3 separate regions of the Mus musculus genome follow, and regions 1 and 3 are each linked to region 2. The links are chromatin contacts, called in public Hi-C and HiChIP or PLAC-seq maps. All regions are on one chromosome and are shown on one strand. The core of a region is the stretch at or near the end of the contact, and the rest is flanking DNA. Distances in the headings are between cores, read along the strand shown. Region 1 has its middle 110 kb from the start of Atp6ap1l. Region 2 has its middle 9.6 kb from the start of Gm41013. Region 3 overlaps Atp6ap1l (ATPase, H+ transporting, lysosomal accessory protein 1-like).

Region 1 (3,075 bases), core at 196-2,695, 640 kb before region 2:
GCTAGGGCAATATAATTTATTCTGGGAATTGCATATTAAATTGCACTCCAGATACCAGGTTATATTTGGTGGTTGACTAGAAAATAGTATGCTATTTATCTATTTAAGGCTAAAAATCTCCAAGATTGCTTTTTAAGCCTATAATCGTCCGTGAAAATAAACAGATATTTCTTCCTTGATTGAATGGCCTTTCTCTTCGGCTCATTTTGGAAAGCTCTTACAGAATTTATCTGCAGCTGACCATGTCTGTCTTTCAGATTTTTCCCCCCCTCTTGGTTACTGGAACCTCTTGTGACCTTGTTCTCTTGAAACATCATGCATTAGATAGACATCACCTCATTTTAGCTTCATCGGAGCTCTCTGTGTTGGATCTCTTTCGAAGGCCAGTCTCTCCAGGGAACTACATTTGTCTGAGTGTGTGGTCATCTTTGGGTTAGGCCTTCTCTCTCCTGAGCTCCCTCTAAGTACCTTCTTGCCTCCCTCAGCCTTCTTGTTGTCTGCCAAGCTATGAACCATTCCTTCTTTTGGGAAGTTCCCGTTGCCCCAGTTCTCAATAAATTGAAGGCCTTTCACCTCTGATCTTCTCCAGCTGGGATCTTTCTGCCGTGCTAGTGGTGTTTTATTGACTGCGCATGCCCGTAGGGCATTTACTCACTATCGCCGCCATTTATCTCTCATGATATTTTGGGCTTTTTTGAGCTGTTTTTTTCCTTGCCTCTTCTTCTGACATGTGTATCACCGTGCTGCTGCATGGGCCGGATGTGAGGATCTAACCTAGGAACCTTCCTTTGGTAAATGGCACTTCTCACTTCAGGGCAGTGTGCACAGGCTGTCCACGCTGTGGAGACTGAAGCAGAAGAGGGCTTGAGAAGCTAGGCTGTCCTGGGGGAAGCTGTGGGGAAAGCTATGTCAGTCAAAGCTCTCCCCTTTGTGTTCTCCCACACAAGGAGACTTAAACTCTGTACTGACAGGAATGACTGACTCACTGGGTCACAGGAATGTCAGGCAGATGATACATCAGCCTGGAATCCCCGGTCACTATTTTCACCATTTAAAATATTCTGTGCCGTCACTGCTTTGTGTGTGTGTGTGTGTGGAAAATTTTCTTTCTGGAACTTTTATGACTAAGTCATCACTTTCTTTGCCTGAAAACTTTGTCTGGGACAGCAGCTGACTATGTTTTTCCTTTTGCTTCCATTACCTTTCTTCCTCCGAATACTGGAGGAAAATTTTAGCTCCATTGTCTGACCTGTGGATTTTGGACTTAGACTGAAGAAGGCTCTTTCCACTGGGGATGGAGAGTGAGGTCAGAGGAGTTGGGGGTTCTGAAGTTAGGAAACAATGTCTGCTTCTATCTTGAGGCCGTGGATTAGGAGAGGTGACATGATCCTAGGATTACATGCCTGGCTAGTGGAATATAGTTCTGCCTGGCATTAGTCATAGTGAGACAAGAGTAAGTTCCCTTTAGGCAGTAAGGGCGGGGTCCATTGAATCATAAGTGGTGAAGCATAATGACCACTCCCTTGCTGGGACAAATGACATGTAGTCACTTCTACAGTGAGGCCGAGGTATATGGACCCATTTCTGATTGACCTGCGATGACCCTAGCTTTGACCCTAGATGAGACCAGTCTTAATAAACATCACCTTAGACCAATCATAAGACCTATAAAAGGCCACCGTGCAGGGCGGTGTATCAGTGTTCCTCCCCTGGAACTCCACTCAGAAGTGGAATTGTCAGGAGCTCTTTTTCACTTTTTCTTAATAAATCAACATTCGTTCTGTTTGGTCTTTGCCCATGTGTCCTTATTCTTCCTAGATGTGAGATAACACATTTGAAAACTATAGGGTGGCTCTGGTCATCATTGCTTGTCCTGCACCACGAGCTCCCCTCCGAATTAAGCTCCCCAAGACCAAGGAAGTTTTCTTTGCTCTGGAGAAAAACCAAAACCAAAACCAAAACCAAAACCAAAACCAAAACCAAAACCAAAACCAAAACCAAAACCAAAACCAAAACCAAAACCAAAACCAAAACCAAAACCAAAACCAAAACCAACACCAACACCAAAACTAAAATAAAAAGCCAGAAGGAAACCATAGCCTTCTCATCCTCCATGGTGTCTCTGCCACACACCAAAGGCCAAGCTCTGATTTTGTTCTCCTATCTTTATATATATATAAATAATTATTTTATCATATATATGATATATATAATTTCAGCTCTATACGTATGAGTCACTTTTCCTGTTTAATCAAAGCATCAAGTTCCTATTTTATTATATATACTTTATATTACTATAGCTTAAAATGATCACATTCCTATTTTCACACTAGAGCTAAGCCATTTGAAGGCATCTAACTTTAAAATTAGATTCCCTGATATGCCTTTAGTGCCCTTTGCACAGGAGTGGGTGGGGAAGCCATAGACTTGAGACTCAGCCAGAGGTAAAATCAAAGTTCACTCTAAAGCAGAATAAACTCACAGTAAATTGTCAAGCGATAATGTCCAAAGAATGAAGTGGTCGGGTATAAAGGAATAGTAACTGGAGCAACATGAGAACATGTATAAACTAAAACAAAATACGAATATGTTTGGGAGATGGAAGTGAAGTTCTGGGACATAGATAAGAACAAATGACATGATTTTGATGGGAGGACATGGATTCTGAGTATAATGGATGCACACAGCAATGTATCTTATTTTTATAGTAGAGTTTTGTTTCTCTCTATAAAATATTTCTGTCAAAATGAGTTTGAACTAGATTAAAAATCATTCCATAGAAATCTACAGAAATACATTGAAAGGAGAAAAGATTGTCCTTGGTTGTATTTCATAACAAACTTACACCAATCTGCTGACTGGAAATGGATATAATTTGAATATATCTGGAATATACTTTAGTTTTTTTGGCATATATGCAATGCATGTGTATAATGTAGTGCATATAGTTTGATTATATAATATTTGCATATGTAAGTATAAAAAGCATACATAACATGGCAGCATATTTGACTCATTAAAATAGTTACTTTTAAATACGTGATTATTATATGCTTCTTATATATTTTCTTCATT
Region 2 (3,017 bases), core at 488-2,987:
TCCATCCTTTCATCTCAGCTCCAAATTTTGTCTCTGTAACTCCTTCCATGGGTGTTTTGTTCCCAATTCTAAGAAGAGGCAAAGTGTCCACACTTTGGTCTTCGTTCTTCTTGAGTTTCATGTGTTTTGCAAAGTGTATCTTGGGTATTCTAAGTTTCTGGGCTAATATCCACTTATCAGTGAGTACATATCATGTGAGTTCTTTTGTGGGTGGGTTACCTCACTCAGGATGATATCCTCCAGGTCCATCCATTTGCCTAGGAATTTCATAAATTCATTGTTTTTATAGCTGAGTAGTACTCCATTGTGTAAATGTACCACATTTTCTGTATCCATTCCTCTGTTGAGGGACATCTGGGTTCTTTTCAGCTTCTGGCTATTATAAATAGGGCTGCTATGAACATAGTGAAGCATGTGTCCTTATTACTAGTTGGAACATCTTCTGGATATATGCCCAGGAGAGGTATCATGAGATCTTACCGTAATACTATGTCCAATTTTCTGAGGAACCACCATACTGATTTCCAGAGTGGTTGTACAAGCTTGCAATCCCACCAACAATGGAGGAGTTTTCCTCTTTCTCCACATCCTTGCCAGCGTCTGCTGTCACCTGAATTTTTGATCTTAGCCATTGTGACTGGTGTGAGGTGGAATCTCAGGGTTGTTTTGATTTGCACTTCCCTGATGATCAAGGATGTTGAACATTTTTTCAGGTGCTTCCCAGCCATTCAGTATTCCTTAGGGGAGAATTCTTTTTTTAGCTCTGAACCCCATTTTTTAATGGGGTTATTTGATTTTCTGGAGTCCACCTTCTTGAGTTCTTTATATATATTAGATATTAGTCCCCTATCAGTTTAGGATTGGTAAAGATCCTTTCCCAATCTGTTGGAGGCCTTTTTGTCTTATTGACAGTGTCTTTTGCCTTACAGAAGCTTTGCAATTTTATGAGGTCCCATTTGTTGATTCTCAATCTTACAGCCATTGCTGTTCTAGTCAGGAATTTTTCCCCTGTGCCCATATCTTCGAGGCTTTTCCCCACTTTCTCATCTATAAGTTTCAGTGTCTCTGGTTTTATGTGGAATTCCTTGATCCACTTAGACTTGACCTTAGTAGAAGGAGATAAGAATGGCAGGCTGAGAAAGAAATTAGGGAAGGAATTAAGATTTTTAAAGAGTGACTTGTCTAACTAAAAAAAAAAAAAAATCCAGCGAAATATAGGGTTAGGAATTGAGCACATATGTTGTGTGCAATAATTTAAAAACAATCTGCACTATCACCTGCTACAATTCCTTCATCTCCAATTATAGCACCACTTAGCACCACTTAGTCTGATGAACAACACACAGGGCACAACGATGTGAACTATATGTATATGTAGAAATAGTCTCTGAGAGGTTCAATACTTTTGGGCTATGATAAACAAAAAAACAACAGCAGCCACAACAATAAAAAGACCTAAAGATGTTAACAAGACCTACCTCTAGATTTTTCTGGTTGTTCATTTTTCTTGTCTCACTTGTACTATAAATTACTTACATTAAACATCTCACTTTCATGGAATGTAAAAATTATTTTTAATATACACAGTATGGCACAATTTTTGAAAATTCACTTGTGAACAGAGCTCGGATTTCATCTCTTTCTATGACTCCTTTTAACTCTCTTTTCCCAACTGACTGTGTATCAGCCACCAACTGATGCAATTCTCCAGTTGCATACGCCACTCTCCGGATCTTAGATCTCAGCTTTACTCTACGGGGCTTATTATAACTGTGCAGTACATTTCCAGAGCCCCACCCCCAGCATGTCATTCCAAGGAGAAGTGGTGGATTGCTTGCAGCTGGATGCTATTTGGAAAAAAAAAAAGCCGCATATATTTACTAGAGCTTGGGGGGACTGCAGGAGGAGAGAACAATTGTCACCCTAGTCCCTTTTCCTGGCAGCACCTCAAAGGTTGACAAGTGGGAACAGCAGCACCATGCTCTGCCCTGAAAGAGGACAGAGAGAGAGAGAGAGAGAGAGAGAGAGAGAGAGAGAGAGAGAGAGAGAGAGAGAGAGAAATGTTGAAACCCTGAATTGCTTCTCCCTCCTCATTATGTATTATTTGTCAGTCATGGATAAAAGGTGGTTTTTGCCCTCCAGCTGCTAGCCCTGGGGTGCACATAGCACCAGATCTTGCTTCTTTCTTGTGGAACACTTCAAGAAAAATCGATGACTTCACCTTTCTTTGAAAGGTGGCCTTTCTCTCCCCTCCCCGCTTTTTTTCCTTTTTTAAAATTTCATTTTCATCTTTAACCAAATGGTTTAAACAAAGCAAACCATTTGGGAAAGAGATCTAAAATTTTGTTCTCTAATTTTCTGAGACTCACATCTTAGATTTTGAAAATATATATGGAATATTTTTCTCTTTCCTTATGGAGATAAAATGTCTTCAGTTTCTACAATTAGCATAGCTTGGTGCAGGGGGTGGAGTGGAGTTATTGTATTCCTTTGTACTGGGCTGTGAAAATGAGTAAGAAAGCGGATGCAGGCATTCAGTATGAAATTCAGACTTTTAACAGTAAATTCATTTGGTTGCTCAATTTTCAAATTTATTTTATAACAAACAACATTCCTCTCATTTGTACATTTTGCTTTCCTGTTAAAGGGGGTGCTTTAAAAAATCACCACCATTTTCAGTCTTAAGAAAGTTTTTGTAGAACTATAAAAGACATGGAATTCAGACATGTTTTAAGTTCATGTGATGAATACACACTGAATCATGTTGCAGATGACATTCCAGCTGATGCTGCTAAACCATGAATCACAACATTGCACTAATTCTCCACCTCAGAGGGAACCTGTTAGTATTGCCCTTTTCCACATAGTTTGTATCTTTTCTTGTGAAAAAAAGAGAAAAATCTCAGTGGAAGACATGTTAGTTTTTTAAGGTATTTAATCAGTATAGTAGAAGTACACACATAGTCACTTTTTTTTTTAAACTAGCTAAAAAACACTCAGAATAATAGACTGTAGTA
Region 3 (3,285 bases), core at 653-3,152, 740 kb before region 2:
GGAAGGAAGGAAGGAAGGAAGGAAGGAAGGAAGGAAGGAAGGAAGGAAGAGTCTTAGGGTTTCCACTGCTGTGAAGAGACACTATGACCAAGACAAGTCTTATAAAAGAAAACATTAATTTGAGGCTGGCTTACAGTTTTAGAGGTTCAGTCCATTATCATCATGGCAGGAAGCATGGCACCATGCAGGCAGACCTGGTGCTGGAGGCACTGAAGGGGCCAATAGTTCTATATTTGGATCTGAAGGCAGCCAGAAGGAGAGTCTCTTCCCCTGGTACCCAGGAGGAGGGTCTCTTCTACATTGGGAGGAGCTTGAGCACTAGTAGACTGTCAAACCCACCCCCACAGTAACACACTTCCTCTAAGAAGGCCACACTCATAACAGTGCCACTTCTCATGGGCCAAGCACATTCAAACCACCACAGGAAGAAAGGAGAGAAAAGTTTGTCTATGAGCATGTCCATATTTAGAAGAAAGTTTGATAATATATCAATTTAATTAGACATACTAAATTACCCAGTGGCCCTATGATATCCCCAGTCCTAGATTATTGGCTTGCCTTATACCAGGCATGGGTACCTCCTCCCATGGTACTACCCCAATCAAAGGGTAGTTAGTTACCTTCACAATAGTCATGCCATTATTGAACAGGTAGATGCATCTTGCCCAGAAGGTTGGAGTTTTGGTTGCAGGGTTCACAACTGGGCTAGACCAAGGAAACCTTTACTTCCTGAGCAGCCAGAGGACTTTTGAAAGCTAACCAGCATGGAGGTTTCCAGCTAGGTTCTAGCTTGCTTTCTTTGTATCATGCTATGAGGTATGTGATATCTTCTACAATGTGTTCTTGTTCTCTAGTTATGATAGGCAATCATGAACACTGACAAGAGCCTGGATTGTTTGGAGGAAGAAGAAAGGAAGGAAGGACAGAAAGAAGGGAGGAAAGAAGGGAAAAAAGCTTATTTTCAGGCTTGGCCTCAACTCTAAATGTTAAGAACCCAAGTACCCTGCTCTTACCATGAAATGAACAGCGTAGCAGGGTGTACATGTCTAAGCGGGTGACTCAGGAAAGCCTATTTACTCAGGACTAGATTCCATGTTTGGTCATGGTGAGAGATTCTCAAATTATCGAACATGGCCAATTCCACCGTTGGTTGCGTAAGAGGACAATTGGTCACGTTTCAGAGACTCACTGTTGGAGCATTCGCGAACAGATGCATTGGCTTTGGTTTGAGAGAAGCCGATTAAGTAAATGTCCCCGCTGAGAGCAGATCACTTCCAGAAAATTCTCTGCTTTTCAGCCATCCACATCTTTCGATTGTTTTTGTTTTTGCTTTTCTGTCGTTTTGGTCTAGGAATCTGAGCTGTTCAATTTGTGTCCCACAAACCCCATTTAATATTTGTTGGTACAGCGGGTGCTTTTGGAAGATTTTTTCCTCTTGTTCTGGCCTGTGATGGTTAGGATACTTTGCATGAATTGTAACATGTTGCGTATGTTCTTCCGTGTGCACTCTTTTTATACTTTATACCGCATGGCTGGAATTGCTGGCTTATTCCTGACCTTTGTTTCTTGTTTAAAAGTTCTTGATGATGGGAGGAAATGGATTATTTTGATAAAGGATATTAAACATCTTACCTATCAGGATGACTGTCTCCTAATAGGGACTTAAGGAATTATAATAATTACAAGATTTAGGGACCTTTTAAGAATTCATCTACATTTATTTCACTTGTTACAGCACAACTGTCAAGGACTCCTGAAGAGAAGCTCACACTGCTGAGGGCTCAGGACTTTTTTCCCAGGCTCTAATTAATTCCCTACTGGGCTCCTTATTTGTGGTCAGTTGTGTGGAGAGAGGCTGATTGCCTGGGGATAAGCACGCTTGCCCAGAGCTGGCTGGCAAGCCTCCATTCCACTCATCCTGACGTTAGGGGGTTGTGGGAAGCTCAAGCTGCACAGCTTTTTACTGGGTTATGGAGACACTTTACTCATCAGTGGAAACTATGCCTGGAAAGAAAACCAAGACTTGTCTTGCAGGCCCAGTTCTGCCAGAGATATGTGTGCCATTAGGTCCCATGGGCTTGTCACACGTCAGATGGAGATGGTGGTAACTTTTTGTTGTAGCTGACAGCATTTGTGCACTTCCTGAAGGCTAGAGATGGTGAGGTCTACACATCTGGTGGTCATCCCAGTGGCTCTCCAATAGGTCATATGAAATCAGGCTGAACAAGGCTATGAAACTTATTGGACTTCCACTGGGGTTCTAAGGCGTCTTTAAAAGAGATTCACTCCCAACTTCCTCTTGGTCTTATCTCACAGGGTTAAACAGATGAGGACATCCAAGTATAGGCTCCAAAGGACTTGTCAGGTACTGTTCAAAGCAGTGGCCCTTTCTCCTTAATACCAACAACAAGCCCAATGGAGTGCTGCCTAACCACACACTGGAGAGGCCACGGGGCTTTCTGCTTCCTTTAAAATAAGATTTAAGATTACCTTACTTTTTAATTTATGTGATGTGTCTCTCTGTGTGCAGGTGTGTGTTCAGGTGCCTGCAGAGGTGACAAGAGTGTGCTGAATCCCCTGAGCCATGATATAGGTGCTGGGACCTGAACTCAAGTCCTTTGGAAGAGCGTCAAGTGCTCTCTCTGAACTGAGGAGTCCTTCCTCCAGCCTCGTGTCTTGGTTTTTATAGTGCATAAGCCAGGTATTGAGCAGGCATGGATATATTATCTTCCTAGTCACCATCCTAGAAATAGACTCAAGTGTGATCCCGGGGTAAGCAGCCCCCATCTCCTGCAGCCTGGTTCACGTGAGTTTGCAGGCAGCCTGGGTGTACCCACACCCAGAGAGTAGGCCAGGGTCTTCTTCCCAGGATGTGAGGGGTTTCTGTTCCAGCTGGTAAGACCTCTGGATGGTGATTCCTCTGAGTTCTGTAAAATAATGGCTGCCTTTGCCATGCCTTTGTGTCTGAGAGAACCAGAGGAGGAGTTGCCAAAAGAACAGAGAAACTCAAGTGAAGGCATAACCATGTGAGGTCAGAAGCCCAGACTGAAAAAAATATGACCATATTTTTGCTTTTGGAAACAAAGCGTTCAGGGAGAGGCAATTTGGCAGACAGATTTGCTGTGGAGGTCTTTTTAAATAGTGAAAACCCTGCAAATAGAATACAATGCCTGCATCTGTGTGTATTTTGAGGCTGGACATTTATAGTGCAAAGAATTCAGAATCTGTTTTAAATGTGTAAGAACTGGGCACGGCGTGAAATCTTTTTTTCTACTCTTGCTCTGG

The links. HiChIP or PLAC-seq counts read pairs in DNA pulled down with a chosen protein or histone mark. A called contact is a pair of places that touch in the nucleus more often than the background predicts.
Region 1: a CTCF HiChIP or PLAC-seq map of the NIH/3T3 cell line shows a contact between it and region 2, with 7 read pairs. The contact joins two enhancer-like sites.
Region 3: a contact with region 2 is called in a Hi-C map of cortical neurons, with 2.2 times the contacts expected there. The contact joins two enhancer-like sites. A contact is called at or near these places in 14 of 39 promoter capture datasets (the 3T3-L1 cell line, the C10 cell line, HPC-7-derived erythroid cells and 10 more), 1 of 484 Hi-C or Micro-C datasets (cortical neurons) and 1 of 9 other capture datasets (embryonic stem cells).

Annotation. Positions count from the first base shown.
Region 1 is chr13:90,795,376-90,798,450 of GRCm38.p6, reverse strand. No RefSeq gene overlaps it. Among named protein-coding and RNA genes, the nearest start is that of Atp6ap1l, 110 kb to the left of the region's middle. Within about 2 kb of position 1,445, at least 54 of the 459 cell types and tissues checked have an H3K27ac peak or open chromatin away from gene starts, as enhancers often do. A contact at or near this core is called in the NIH/3T3 cell line, where this site is marked.
Region 2 is chr13:90,151,836-90,154,852 of GRCm38.p6, reverse strand. No RefSeq gene overlaps it. Among named protein-coding and RNA genes, the nearest start is that of Gm41013, 9.6 kb to the left of the region's middle. Within about 2 kb of position 1,737, at least 45 of the 459 cell types and tissues checked have an H3K27ac peak or open chromatin away from gene starts, as enhancers often do. A contact at or near this core is called in the NIH/3T3 cell line and cortical neurons, where this site is marked.
Region 3 is chr13:90,894,893-90,898,177 of GRCm38.p6, reverse strand. The region is part of intron 4 of Atp6ap1l (ATPase, H+ transporting, lysosomal accessory protein 1-like); the gene reads left to right. Among named protein-coding and RNA genes, the nearest start is that of Atp6ap1l, 8.8 kb to the left of the region's middle. Within about 2 kb of position 1,902, at least 19 of the 459 cell types and tissues checked have an H3K27ac peak or open chromatin away from gene starts, as enhancers often do. A contact at or near this core is called in cortical neurons, where this site is marked.